Regions from separate parts of the Mus musculus genome. Here regions 1, 3 and 4 are each linked to region 2. A link is a contact called in public ChIA-PET data. All regions are on one chromosome and are shown on one strand. The core of a region is the stretch at or near the end of the contact, and the rest is flanking DNA. Distances in the headings are between cores, read along the strand shown.

Evidence for each region. ChIA-PET counts read pairs in DNA pulled down with a chosen protein or histone mark.
Region 1: a contact with region 2 is called in an RNA polymerase II ChIA-PET map of memory CD8 T cells, with 9 read pairs. The contact joins the promoter of Sfxn2 here to the enhancer-like site in region 2. A contact is called at or near these places in 1 of 39 promoter capture datasets (cranial neural crest), 2 of 15 datasets of contacts at CTCF or cohesin (the NIH/3T3 cell line and large pre-B cells), 46 of 484 Hi-C or Micro-C datasets (the AML12 cell line, B cells, CD4 T cells and 28 more), 10 of 115 datasets of contacts at active chromatin or transcription factors (T-cell acute lymphoblastic leukemia, astrocytes, bone marrow-derived macrophages and 7 more) and 4 of 9 other capture datasets (adipose tissue, embryonic stem cells, liver and 1 more).
Region 3: a contact with region 2 is called in an RNA polymerase II ChIA-PET map of memory CD8 T cells, with 68 read pairs. The contact joins two enhancer-like sites. A contact is called at or near these places in 2 of 115 datasets of contacts at active chromatin or transcription factors (effector CD8 T cells and memory CD8 T cells) and 1 of 9 other capture datasets (embryonic stem cells).
Region 4: an RNA polymerase II ChIA-PET map of memory CD8 T cells shows a contact between it and region 2, with 24 read pairs. The contact joins two enhancer-like sites. A contact is called at or near these places in 3 of 115 datasets of contacts at active chromatin or transcription factors (memory CD8 T cells, microglia and pancreatic cancer cells).

What each region holds. Positions count from the first base shown.
Region 1 is chr19:46,571,409-46,574,766 of GRCm38.p6, reverse strand. It overlaps Sfxn2 (sideroflexin 2), which reads right to left and starts at 1,402. Exons shown (of 12, transcript NM_053196.3): 1 at 1,308-1,402. Arl3 (ADP-ribosylation factor-like 3) reads left to right here and starts at 1,585. Exons shown (of 6, transcript NM_019718.3): 1 at 1,585-1,727. The coding sequence starts at 1,725.
Region 2 is chr19:46,886,371-46,889,749 of GRCm38.p6, reverse strand. Nt5c2 (5'-nucleotidase, cytosolic II) reads left to right here. Exons shown (of 18, transcript NM_029810.5): 18 at 699-3,379. The coding sequence ends at 932. Among named protein-coding and RNA genes, the nearest start is that of Nt5c2, 74 kb to the left of the region's middle. Within about 2 kb of position 1,434, at least 87 of the 459 cell types and tissues checked have an H3K27ac peak or open chromatin away from gene starts, as enhancers often do. A contact at or near this core is called in CD8 T cells, ECoMG-derived neutrophils, the G1E-ER4 cell line and 7 more, where this site is marked.
Region 3 is chr19:46,615,636-46,619,100 of GRCm38.p6, reverse strand. All of the region lies in intron 2 of Wbp1l (WW domain binding protein 1 like), which reads right to left. Among named protein-coding and RNA genes, the nearest start is that of Wbp1l, 18 kb to the right of the region's middle. Within about 2 kb of position 1,515, at least 71 of the 459 cell types and tissues checked have an H3K27ac peak or open chromatin away from gene starts, as enhancers often do. A contact at or near this core is called in memory CD8 T cells, where this site is marked.
Region 4 is chr19:46,521,350-46,524,570 of GRCm38.p6, reverse strand. No RefSeq gene overlaps it. Among named protein-coding and RNA genes, the nearest start is that of Trim8, 21 kb to the right of the region's middle. Within about 2 kb of position 1,885, at least 206 of the 459 cell types and tissues checked have an H3K27ac peak or open chromatin away from gene starts, as enhancers often do. A contact at or near this core is called in memory CD8 T cells, where this site is marked.

The DNA.
Region 1 (3,358 bases), core at 153-2,652, 310 kb after region 2:
ATGTGATGATGCACTTACATACATGCAGACAAAACATTCATATACGTAAAGCAAATAGTTTTAAAGGTTTTATAGAAAGTTCTTTACTTGGTTGTAAAAAAGACCTGAAAGCTTCGCACTATGTACCCAGTGCCCAGAAGTACCCAGGAAGGAGGCAGTCCTGTGCAAATTTAGGGCCAGTATGGTCTACATAGTTTTGTTCCAGGCCAGCCAGAGTTCCATAGTAAGACTCTCAAAACAACAACGACAACAAACCTGAAAACCCATACTGGAAAAATCTGCCTTTGTTTAAGTAATGGCAACTAGGTTGGTGAAAGAGGTAACGCCTGAACCCCAGATTAAACTATTGATAATAATAATAATATGTCACCCTTTCTTTGCGACAGGAATTGCTCTCTATGTACGTGACATACATGGACCTGTAAGATAGATAACAGGTAAACACACATCAACAGACTTCCAGAGATACCACTTCTACCTAAACTATGAGCTGTTGGAAGAGTTCTCTGCTTATTAACAGGTATAAACAGCTCTGAGGTGTGGGGTGTAGTGTATGTAGGTCGGTGGCAGAGTGCTTGCCTACCCTGTACAAACCCCTGCATTCTGAGTTCAGTCCCCGGGGGCAAACAGCACTCCTACCTGGGCCACAGTGTTTACAAGCAACACTATAAAATAGTTTACAAGTAAAAAAAAAAAATAGTTTACAAGTTAGTTCAAGTCCGGACTCTTATCATCTACAATAACCGATTTCTAGGGTTGTAAGGAAATTAAACCTCATATAAAAAAAAACATTCCACTAGGAAGAATGCAATTTCCACGAAGGCAGGTTGTCGGGAACCAACATGCCACAAAGGTCCTGTGGTCGGCCCTGGGCGTGAGAGGAGCGGGAGGTAGCGCTTGCAGTCTAACCCGGTTTAGCAAAATCCAGCAGATCCCAAACAATCTAACACTCCCGCTGCCAGCTAACCTCAATGCTAGGGACCGGTCCCCAACCTCCCTATCTCTCGCCCTCTCTCAGGCGACCTCCCCCAACACAGTACAAATCACCTATCCTGGATTCTAACAAGAATGTGGAGATAGAGACGTAGCCGCAACTCCTGAGCCCTAAAGCCTGGCACCCGAAGACAACCGGGGTCAGAAGGGAAGAATCCATTGGAGCCCTGGTGGGTCCCTCCGGCCACGCGGCTTCTGCAGATGCAAGTCCAGCACGCAGCGCCTGGCAGCCGCAACAGAGCAGAACCACGCTCCCTTCGGAGGCGCGGGGATTAGGAGTAGCTGTGCATTTGGCTGCACTTGCGAACTCTTACCTGGTCCCAGAGGGATGCACCCCGCGACTGCCACCAGGCGAAGCTGACCAGGAAAGCAGAACTGAAGTGTCGCGGCTAGGCCCGGGAACCACCCCCTCGCCCTACGCCCCCACTTCCGACCAATCAGAGGCCACAGGCTCCGGCCAGCCACGTGGGCGGCTTTGCACCTCCCGCTGGGTCGCTCACCAGCCCGCCCCGCCCTCCCGCCCCTCCCGAGACCGCCTGCGCAATGGGCGGGCGCTTTGGCGCGCTTGCGCACTTTGGGTAGAGAGGAGCAGAACCCCGCCCCATCCCGCTGCTCCGTTCCTCCGCTGTGCGTGCGAGGGACGTCAGGGGCGGCGCCGCAGCAGTTACCCCTGGTAACGGGGGAGGCAGGAGGAGGAGGCGGAGGAGGAGGAGGAGGGACTCGGCTTGAGGATGGTGAGTGTGGGGGCCCTGGCCCCTCCAGAGCTGACCAGTCACCCCCCCTCCTTTCACCAGTCCCAGGGCGGGGCGCTGCGCGTAAAGCCGAGGAGGACGTGGGATGGGGCTCGCCTTGATCTTTGGGGTTCTAGATCGGTTTCAGGGGCGAAGGAGGAGCCCCTAAAGTGGGCCTGGAGGGAGGCCTAGGCCTGGAGAGAAAAGAGGGGTTTGCGATAGATTCGAGGCATGGAGTGCTTGGCTAGCGGGGAAGCCTGGGCACCATCATCTTTCTAGGGACTGGGATGAAGGCGACTCTAGAGCTGCGGAGATCAGACCAAGCTCTCAGATCTTACTGCAGAGTCGACCTCTCGGCGCCTCGGGACTGTGGGGTTCATCTGAGAACCAGCCAAAAGTGGGAGAGGCGCGGCTCTACTGTCTTTGAGATCACCCTGGCAGCACCAGGGAGCTGTAACCTGGCTTTCCTAGATGCTCGCGTCTCTGAGTGAGAGGTGTGTAGGGAGTAAGTCCCAGGACAATAAGAGGTACCGCTGGGAATGGATGTCTCTGTGGTGGGTGCGCTCCTGCAGTCCCAACTTAATCGCTGAAAGTTCTGCGAAGAAATAATGGTTGTTGATGAGCGATTTTTTGCTCCGTATTTATTCCATGTAGATAGAAGCAAATTAACCTCCCGTGTCCTAGCTTTTCCTTCAAATTTGCAGTGTCCTTTTGCCTGAGGCCACAGGAGGACCAAAGGTCTTCACCTCAAACTAAAAAGAATGAACAATAGAAAGTGAGCATCAATTTGAAGCAAGCCTTGTCTCCGTTAACCTTAATTAAGGCTTTTCCAAAGTGTATGATGTGTGACAGATTTTTGACCAGAAACACTCGGTTCCTTGTTGATTTTTTAAAATCGTTATTTTATTTAATGTATATGTATGGGTGTTTAGCCTGAATGTATGTTTGTGCTCCACGTGTGTGCCTGGTGCCTGCAGAGGCCAGAAGAGAGCTTTGGTTGCCTGGAACTGGAGTTACGGATGTCTGGGAACCATCGCGTGGATGCTGGCAAATGAACACTGAGCGTTGCTGAACATCTCTCTGCCCTTGTTGATTCTGTACGCGGTAGATGGAGAGTAAAAATGAAGTTATGGGGAAATGAATATTTTTAGAGCTAGTCAAAGAAAACTTGATATTAAGGCATTTAGAACAGGTTGGTTGGCTTACTAACTGCTCCGAACAGGTTCCTGTTGCCCCCCCCACACACACACACACAATATTTTTGTGAAAATATTGAGGCATTTCTGTTGACTTAAGAAGCAAAGCCTAGGGCTGGTGAGATGGCTCAGTGGGTAAGAGCACCCGACTGCTCTTCTGAAGGTCTGAAGTTCAAATCCCAGCAACCACATGGTGGCTCACAACCACCCATAATGAGATCTGATGCCCTCTTCTGGTGTATCTGAAGACAACTACAGTGTACTTACATATAATAAATAAATAAATCTTTAAAAAAAAAAAAAAAAAAAAAAGAAGCAAAGCCTAGGGCTAGGGGTATAGCTCAGTGAGTAGAGGTTTGCTTAGCAAGCACTAAATCCTGCATAGAACTGAATGTACTAGTACTTGCCTACAATCCCAGCTCAAGATGGAGGCAGGGG
Region 2 (3,379 bases), core at 185-2,684:
TTGACAGTTAAGATGGACCATAGAGATGCTAGAGAGATGGCCCAGTGGTGAAGAGCACTGGCTTCTCTTCCAGAGGTCATGAGTTCAATCCCCAGCAACCACATGGTAGCTCACAGCCATCTGTAATGGGATTGGATATCCTCTTCTGGTGTGTCTGAAGACAGCGACAGTGTACTCACATACATAAAATAAATAAATAAATCTTAAAAAAAAATGCGGGGTGTATTGGTGCATACCTTTAATCCTAGTGCCTGGGAGGTACTGATCTCTGATTTAGGGTTACATTGAGAGGTGCCCTACCCCACCCCCCAAAAAAGACTTGTTAGTGCTAATTGAAATAATTTTTTTTGGTTTTTCGAGACAGGGTTTCTCTGTGTAGCCCTGGCTTCCTGGAACTCATTTTGTAGACCAGGCTGGCCTCAAACTCAGAAATCCGCCTGCCTCTGCCTCCCGAGTGCTGGGATTAAAGGCGTGCGCCACCACACCTGGCAATATAACTGTTTTTATATGTATGTCCTGATACTGCTGTTGCAGGGCAGGGCTGGCTAAGGAAGTATAAAAGCATCCGTAAGGTTTCTTACGGATTTCCATGCTGTAGGGAGGGAGCGGAGCTTAGGCACTCCTGCTTGGGAAGCGGAGTGGTTAGCACAGTACTCACTTTCGCTCTGCCTACAGCCTGAGTGTTTGCTTTGCTCTAGATGCCGCACGAGTCAACGGTGGAACACACGCATGTGGATATCAATGAGATGGAGTCCCCTCTCGCCACCCGGAACCGCACGTCAGTGGATTTCAAAGACACTGACTATAAGCGACACCAGCTTACAAGGTCCATTAGTGAGATCAAGCCCCCCAACCTCTTCCCGCTGGCCCCCCAGGAGATCACACACTGCCATGATGAAGATGATGATGAAGAGGAAGAAGAGGAAGAATAGGAAGGCAGACTAGAAACCGGAGCACCCATCAAGTCTGTCAGACTCACGGGGTGAGGGGTGGCCTGTTTGGATTCTGTTAGGGAGGGTGGGAGGACTCCATCAGAAGTCCTGGAAAGTTTGGAAAGTTTCTCAAGGCTTTAAATAATTCTAATCATAGCTACTTCAGTTTTGTGTATCTGTTCTCTGCAGATGGTTTGAAACTGTATAGGAAGAACAGGTAAAGGCAGGTGGAGTGCACACAGATCGCACCACATGGCTTGTAATGATTTTCTGTGTCTGTCATCGTCAGCGTGTCATCTGGATGTACGAAGGTAGTAAAAAAGGGTTTCAGAACAGAGCCACGGGACTGGTAGGAAGAGGAGATCCACAAATGCTGTATACAGGCTGTACCGCTGCTTCAAACCCCACTTGTCCAGTGCTTCACAGTGTTGCTAATCAGTGGAGAAATACATGCTTTCATTATCAAGTGTAGTCAGCCGTCTGTTGAGGTCAGGTTTCCTTCCGTTAGCTTTTGGGTTTCCTCGGTGGCTCTGGCAAGGCTGCTGCTGTGTCATTCGGTGCCTTTGTGAGTTTCCTTGCTGTAGGTGATTCTTGACTGTGGGGATTGGAATTTGAGGCAGAAGTTACCATCCCTACTACATTTTTTAAAGTTGGTAGCACAAATGCTTTTTATTCTATGAAAACAATCCTTTTGGGGAATGTACCTGAAGAGTACAGAGGAGCAAGTTCCCAGAGCAGCAGCCACGGCATCGTGGCCTGCAGGTGCACCCTCCTCCTCGCCACAGTCAGTCAGTTCCCGTGACAGGAAACGACCTTGTGTTCTGAGGAGAGCGTGAAGGCTGTGCCTGCCCTGCCAGTGCAGGGAGCTGTCCCGCACTTGAGCAGTGTCAGAGATTCTTGCTTTAACTTTGATTTGCTTTCTCCCATTCTTGGCCCTGGTCACTAGGGTCCTGGCTATTCTAGAACTCAGTAAAATGTATGTCTAATGCTAACATTGGCCCTTGTGTAGTACAACTATTAGCCGTCACAGCTATTGCTCTTCAAATGGCTTTAGGGTTGGTGTTCTTTTTAAGGGAAATACATTTTCAAAATTGCTCACCATATCTGTATCACTTTTAGTTAAAAACATGCTTATATGTACAGTGTTTCATGGGTATAAGGATTTTTTTTCACTGAGGTTTTAGGCATTTTTTAAAAAGACAAATTTTCTCTATGTAGCCCTGGCTGTCCTGGGACATGTTCAGTATGTAGAGCAGACTGGCCTTGAACTCAAAGAGGTGTGCCTGTCTCTGCCTCCCGGGTGCTGGGATTAAAGGCGTGCAGCACCTTGCCTGGCTTGTTTTAAAGTAATCATTGAAGGTATGGAGCACAGCCACTGAGCCAAGGCTGCAGCTGCCAGCACTCACTGACTTTACAGTAAGTCATTTCAAGTAACGTGCATTCGGACTGAAATTTCTGGAACATGTACGTGGCCTATTAGTTGTCATCTCTGTTTTTAAAATTTAGAGACTACCGTATTCACCCTAGTTACTATTCTCATTTAAATTGTCATTGAGGACATTGCCTAGTTTGACAGTGTTAAGCCTTCTCAAGCCCAGATCACCTCTGCGTGGCATGTGACAACTGCAGAGTCACCTTGCATTAGTTCATTCCTTAGAGCAGAGGTGGATATCACTCAGTTTGCTTTCTATGTTTTACTGTGTTGTGTGGATACAACAGTTTGTTACTGGCCAGATGACACTGTCAGCCAGGTGACTCACCAGGAGAGCTAGCGAGCGAGCAAGCACTTCAAGTGGCTGTGAAAAGCACGCAGTTGCAAGAACTCCACGTTAAGTCACCAGAAGGAGCTGCTAAGGAGCTTTGTGAGAGACCAGCTGGTGATTTCCCACACGTTCCCAGATGTGCTGGGAGGTCTGTCTGGGGCAGGTGACTGGACATTTCAGAATGGAAAACAGGGATTGTCTGTCATCAGTAAACTTCTCCACCGTTTTCCTAAGTCTGAATAATTTAGAGGACAGAAATGGCAGCCCGCCCTTCCGTCACTCTTCAGAACCTTTCCTAGGAGTTCTGAAAACACTCAGTTTTCAGGCTTTGTAGAGCATCAGAATTTAGGAATCCTTTCTTCATGCTAGACTGAGCTCCCAAGACTGGAGTGTGTGACACTAGGGAGTCCGGTGTTCCCAGTCCTACTGGGTCTCACGGCCACAGAGGTGCGCCAGGAGAACAAACACCCAAGTGTCTCAGAAACATCTGGGGCAGAGAAAATTCAATGTTTATTTTATACCCAAGATTCTCCTTTACCATAAGCATAGATCTGCAGAGATCCATGGAGTAAGCTATGCGCCCTTCAAGTTGCTCTTTAAATTTTGTTTAAAGTAGAAATAGAATAACTAAATGAGCTACAAATCTGTAAGTCACATTCTATGGGCAGTTACAGGTCAGATTTA
Region 3 (3,465 bases), core at 266-2,765, 270 kb after region 2:
AAACGTACACCTCGCGCGAGCGCACACACACGGAGGAGTTCTGTGAGTCACACGACTTGCTCCTTCCTCAAAGCATCCTGAAAGCCCAAGACTCCTCTCTTCTTCCGGGCCTTTCAGGGAAGGTGGCTGAGCAGAGTCCTTAGCTGCAATAGGTAGCCTCGCGCTCCACATCAAGTAACATTCACATCTCCAGAAAAGGAAGCTTCAGCAGAGACTGAGAGTCCCAATGTCCCAGATGGGAAAACCTAAGTTTGAGTGAAATGAGGTAACTCATTTAGGGTGCCCCCCCCCAGCCCCAGGAGATGGAGCGAGCACTTCACCCAGGCCTACGTGGCTCCGCAATGGCTTTGGCACGCAGAAATCGTATTTTGATATAAATTAAAATTGTCTCCCAGACTCATTTGGGAACCTCATACCCAACAGCTGCCTCCAGCCACCAGGAGGAAGTGTGATGAAGAATTCTGATTGACAGCTCTAGTCTATGTGCTGTCAAAGCAAGCGGGAAGTTTCCTCACCCTCCTTACCCGGTTTTGGACAAAGACAAGCACACACGGAGACAAACACAGGCGCTGCGTAATAAAGAAAAGGGCTGGGTAGAGACGTCAGCCTAAGAGCTCCTGAGGAAGAATGGCGCAAGAAGCAGCTGCAAGAACGGAAGAGGAGCTCGTGTGTGTGTGTGTGTGTGTGTGTGTGTGTGTGTGTGTGTGTATGGGGGGTAAGCACACTCTGTGGAGCCCAGTATGATGGACACACACAGAACATGTGAGGAAGAAAGAAAAGGAGGCAAGAATCAAAGCAAGGCAGTGCGTGTCTGTAAGCCTAGTATTCGGGAGGCAGAGGCAGGAGGATTACTACAACTTTGAGGTCCCTGTGGCATCCATGTAGCTCAGGATGCCCTTCAGTGGTCCTACGGTCTCAGCCTTCCCCTCATGCTGGGATAGGCATGGGCCTCGGATCCTGCTTTAATCTCCATGTTTTCATGGAGGGAAGGACGTCAGAGTTACACAAGCTAAAACTCACTGACAGTTCCCACTTCTGCAACCCAGTAAGAGAATGCTTCTGGACTGGAACGATCAGTCCGCAGACACTCACTTGATGGGTGGGTGTCTGCTATCTTGGGTCTAGAGCTTACTGAAGCTCCTGGTGACTCTAGGCATCACTGACGAAGAACAGACACTTCCAGGAGCACGACTTGTTCAAGGGGGACAGAAGAGTCTACTTTTGTGCCAAAATCTGGGTGTTTTTCTGACCTTATAAATACATCTAACCAAAGAGGTGCATAGCCAAGAATCACATGGGAATTAGCAAGCCGTCTGCAGAGACTTTTCACGTATCCTAAACCGCACTGAAATAAAAGGGCCAGGGATGCCTCTCCGGGATTGAGTGCTTGCCTGCTGCATGAGAGGTGTGAGACCCTAGCTCCAACTGTAGCACTGGAGGAAATTGTAATAGGAGGATCGTGACAGAACGGAAACAACAGAGAGACCAGGTCACATCACCTGTATGATTCACACCCAGAAGCCACAGGAAATGGAACTCCCTCAGCATGACTGGGGCTTCCTGGGCTCCACCAAAGCTGACTTCGTTCACTTTTTATGTAAACTTTGGGCAAGACAAAAATAACGTGGTCCACTCTTTGGTGGGAAAGCAAATGCAGTGATGGCTGACCCAAGGCAAGGGCTCGCAGCATCCCAACCTGAAGCAGCCCGGGATGATGGGTCCCAGCATCTGCACAAAGCCTCCTAGTGGTGCTCCACCCCCTCCTGCGACTCCTCATGTCCGTCCTCCCCCACCCCAAGCCTAGCTCCTCTTCTAAGGTCTGAGCAGCTCGATAAAAGTCTCAGATAACCTAGGTTCTGTAAATCTCATGCACGGACCTAGGTTTGGTGAGAGTCTTCTTCTCAACAAAATAAGGTAGAGGGCAACTGAGGGAGACATCCACGCTCAACCTGTGGTCTCATGCACATGTACACATGTACACATGTGCGCGCGCGCGCACACACACACACACCATACATACACAAGGGGAAAAAGTGGAGGAAGGAAGGAATTGCAAAACAGGAGTGCTAGTAACATTTCATTTTCCTGGCCACAAAAACCCGACAAGCCAGTACAAGATCAGGAGAATACCTGAATCTGACCTCGGGTTCGAGAAACTTTAGGAAGGGGTTAGGAAACCCTCCTGTGTGTGCCTTTTGTTATTGTTATTTGAGACTGCCAGTCTCCAGTAGTCCGGGCTGGCCTCAAACTTGCAACTTAACAGACCTTTATCTCCAGCCACCTCCCAAGTGCTAGGACTACAGACTTGTAGTCCACCAAAGGGGCCTTGTGTCTCACAATCTGTTCATCTTTAATTCTCAGCTGAGGAATTACAAGTATTTAAACCATCTCAGGGGCAAAACTCCCTTTCTCCAGGGAGGACCTGGACACGAGCTAACCGCTTCACACGGTTTTTTGATTATGGGAAATAGGGAGCAGCTACCCAGCTCGGTCTCCCAGCTCCGGTCTCCCAGCTCTGGGTTGGTAACATCCGCAGTGCCTGGAGGCAGCATGAAGGATGGTGAGATTAAACAGGAACAAACTGGAAGCACAGCTTACGGTACTGTGCCCCTCCCTTCCTGGATCTTACACTAATCATCTATTCGGGCGATCCTTCCTTTACCACCAGCCCCTCCGCCCTATAACTAGGAGGAAACCAAACCTATTCTAGATTTAAGGTTACGTGGTCAAAAAACGCCAGGAGAGAGCATTTAGGCAACCAGCCTGCAGGTTGTAAGGACTGTGAGAGCATACAAGCCAAGCGGGTGCAAACAGAGGGTGGCAGAACTCAAGAGGACAGCGCCACACAGGCAAGGGATGCTTAGCCCCATGTCACTCCATGTCCAGTCACAGCAACTCCTGAACCCTATGCTTCCAATACACTTCAAAAATGCCTTCATCCGGGGTCCAAGTTAGGGGAAGGGCAGGGCCAGGCCTCCCCCCAGAGCTTAAAGTGTTTTTTTTTTAATGTGTCTATTTCGTCTACATGTACGTTATGTGCCCACTGAGCACAGAAGAGGGCATCGGATGCTCTGGAACTGGAGCTACAGTTGTGAGTCACCATGTGAGTGCTGGCACTCACACTGAGTCCTCCACTGAGTAACCACTGAGCCACCACCTCTCCAGCCTCCTGAGACTTTGAGAATTGTATTCCCAGTCCAGAGTAACTATCCCCCCCCACCCCCAAATGGGCTGGCAGATACCAGCTTATTTGCCTTCACACACATGGCTCTTCATTGCCAGAATCTTAAGAAACAAAACTCTTCCAAGGTTGCTGTGCTCAAAACAGTGTCCCCAGGAGACACACCCAGGGACCAAGAACTCAAGCAAGCCAAGAAAATGTAGAAAATCAACTCAAAAGAGTCAAAATGTATAAGCCATTTTCATGTCTATTTCAGGATATTACTCTCCCCATTTGCCAGAAGG
Region 4 (3,221 bases), core at 636-3,135, 370 kb after region 2:
GCCTTTTCTTTCAGTCAGGTATCCATGTGTAGGGCACAAACTTCACATTCATCCTTAGGAATGGCTTATCTGTGTCACTAGCTCCTCCCCGCCTGCTTTCCCCATCCCATCTCCGTACACTCTTCAGAGCCCACCAGCCTCCCTCCCTGTCTTACTTGCACCAAAAGGTCAGAATCAGGGAAGAACAACAGTCCCCACATCAGCCCCCATACACAGAACGTGGCTGATCTGGGGCTTTCCAGTCCGATGGGCTGGGACTTCCCTTAAGCTCCCAGATGACAGAGCTAAAGCAGTTTCCCTGCCACAGATGGCTTTTTGGAAAAGAGGGGATCATCTTTGGTTGCCACCAGTAGCCCATCCTGAAGCCAGAAGACTGACTTAATCCAGCCCGACTCTTCCCCTCAATACACCGAGCCCCCGAGATAGATTTCATCCTGACTCGCTCTCGGCCTCTCTCCACCCTAAGACCTGCAAGAACTAGCAGGGCAGTGAGTTGGGCAGAGAGAGAGTGGGAGGGAGCAGGATTCATTCCGCGGCTGGGATATGCTGATCCAGGCAGGAGGCGGGGCCTGCACAGCTGCAGGCAGCCCCCCTGCCCTGAGCCCGTGAATGGGCATGCACCCTCCCGCCTGCCTGAACTGCTCCTGAAACAGTTGGTCCTAATGAACACTGCGCAGGCAGGGCAGCTGTGGGCATTATCCATATGCATGGGAGGTGTATATTTATCCTCACATCCCACTCCACTCTGCAGCTGCCGCCATCTCCTGTGCCAGGAGAGTGAGCGGGTACCAGGGCCCAGGCTGCTCTTCCCACCCCCACCCCACGTCCTAGCCTTCCCTGGCTAACCCACACCACAGCCTCCACTTGACCCATTTAGAGGCAGAAGTGCGTGTGTGTGTGTGTGTGTGTGTGTGTGTGCGCGCGCGTTTGTACGCACTCAAATGTGTGAGTGTATTTGAGAGCGAGTGTAAGACAGTGCGCACACATCCAGTTGGCGCTTTTGATTTCCTCTGAAGCCTCTTGATTGCAGGCACACAATGGCATCTTGCTGCCTGCCCTGCTCCCTCAGCAGCCTGGGGTTCTGTGCTGCCTCCTCCCTAGAGCTGAGATTTTTCTGCTGACTCTGGGCACAGGGTTGACAAACCAGGAAGAGAAGCCTGAACTAGGCTCCCACCCTTGACCCTGGTCCTTTCTAAGCCCCCATATCCACAGTGGCTTGTATTCCTTATCTCTCCCCACATTCTCTCCTGCTTCTGGCCCCTCCTCCCTGTGGAGGTCAGAGCTATTGTGCAAAAAGGCAGTCCCCTGCCTGAAACCTGCTTTCCAGGTTTCTAGGGCTCTCAAGCTCAAAACAAATCCTCCTCCTCCCCCTCCTCCTCCTCTTCCTTCACCCCCCTTCTTCCTTTTCTCTTCCTCTTCCTTTTCCCTTCCTCTTCCTCTTCCTCCTTCTCTTTTCAAACAGAGTCTCTATATAGCCACTGGATCACCACATGGACCCTACATTCTATTTATTATATGTAACTACACTGTAGCTGTCTTCAGACACTCCAGAAGAGTCAGATCTCCTTACGGATGGTTGTGAGCCACCATGTGGTTGCTGGGATTTGAACTCCTGACCTTCAGAAGAGCAGTCGGGTGCTCTTACCCACTGAGCCATCTCACCAGCCCGGACCCTACATTCTAAATGAGCTCTCCTCCTTGCCCTCCGCTAGAACTCCCACACCTGCTCCAAGAGTGAACGTCTCTCTCCTTTGTGCCTCTCTGTTTTATCTCTCCTTTGGGACATGATTAAGCGCCGCCTGCGTAGAAGCTGAGGGCTACCACTGCTTAGGTTAGGAACTTGGTTCTCCTGCCCTTATTCATTGAGCAAGTATCTCCGGAGCAGAAGCAAAACTCTTACAGTGGCCTCAAGTTCCCTCACTGTCTGGATGACCTCATCGTTCACTACCCTGTTCCTCCCTCACTCTTTCCAACCACATTCACCCCCTGACTCTTCCTGAAATGAACTTCTGCCGGAAAGCTGCGAGCTCATTTCTCCCGCCCGCCCTGCTTGCTATTGCTTCAAATAGCTCCGGATTTGACCCTCACATGCATACATTCTTGAAGTTTTCTTTCTTCCTTCCTTTCATTCTTTTTCTCTTTCCTTCCTTCTTTCTTTCTCTCTTCCTCTCTCTCTCTCTCTCTCTCTCTCTCTCTCTCTCTCTCTCTCTCTCTCTTTCTTTCTTTTTGACAGTGTTTTCTCTGCTTAGCCCTGACTGTCCTATCCTAGAACTTGCTCTGTAGACCAGGCTGGCCTCAAAATCAGAGGTCTGCCTGCCTCTTCCTCCCAAGTGCTGGCATTGAAAGTGTGTGCTACTATCACCCCAGTATTTTTGAAGTTTTCTGCTCAGTAGAGCCTACCTACCTAGCTCCCTGTATAAGAACCTACAGACCACCCCCCTCCTTCTCATAGCCCCACCCCCTAACTCACTTTCATTTTCCTTGGTGGTATTTGCTGCTAACCCATGATTACTTATTTACTGTTGTCATCTGCCTCTTCCTCATTAGATTATCAGCTCTAAGATGGGCAGAGGTCATGTTCAGTGGCATTCTAACACTGGAGTGATGCCCAAGACCAAAAGGATCTCAGTGGATATTTGCTGCCTGAATGAATGAATGAATGAATGGCACAGTGCTAGACTCTGAACCATCAAAGATGACTAATATTGCATGTTTTCACAGGGAGTCATATCCTAGCTGGAAATGTAAGCCCTAAAGTTTGTACCCTGACATTTAAGCCACAATTAGATTTTTTTTTTTTTTCAAGATAGGGTTTCTGTGTAGTTCTGGCTATCCTGGAACATACTCTGTAGCCCAGACTGGCCTCAAACTCACAGAGATCCTCCTGCCTCCTGAGTACTGGGACTAAAGGTGTGCACCACTACCACCGGCTTTTTCTTTGTCTTTTTCTTCTTTAACTTGTGTATAAGTATGAGCAGAGTCTCTGGCCTGGAGCTAGAGTCACAGAGACGATATGCTCTGAATCCTGGGGCCAGTTCTCTAGCCCTGTGAATCACAGTTAGACTGTGAAGGAAGGCAACAGCATGCACAGGAAATGAACCTTTGACCTACAAAGAAGGAAGGGTCTGAAGCCCAAAGCCACTGGGACCTGGGACCATGTGGACTGTTGGTAGACTGATCCTAAGTATATGGTTTAGTGGGTAAAACCTGGAGTGCCACAG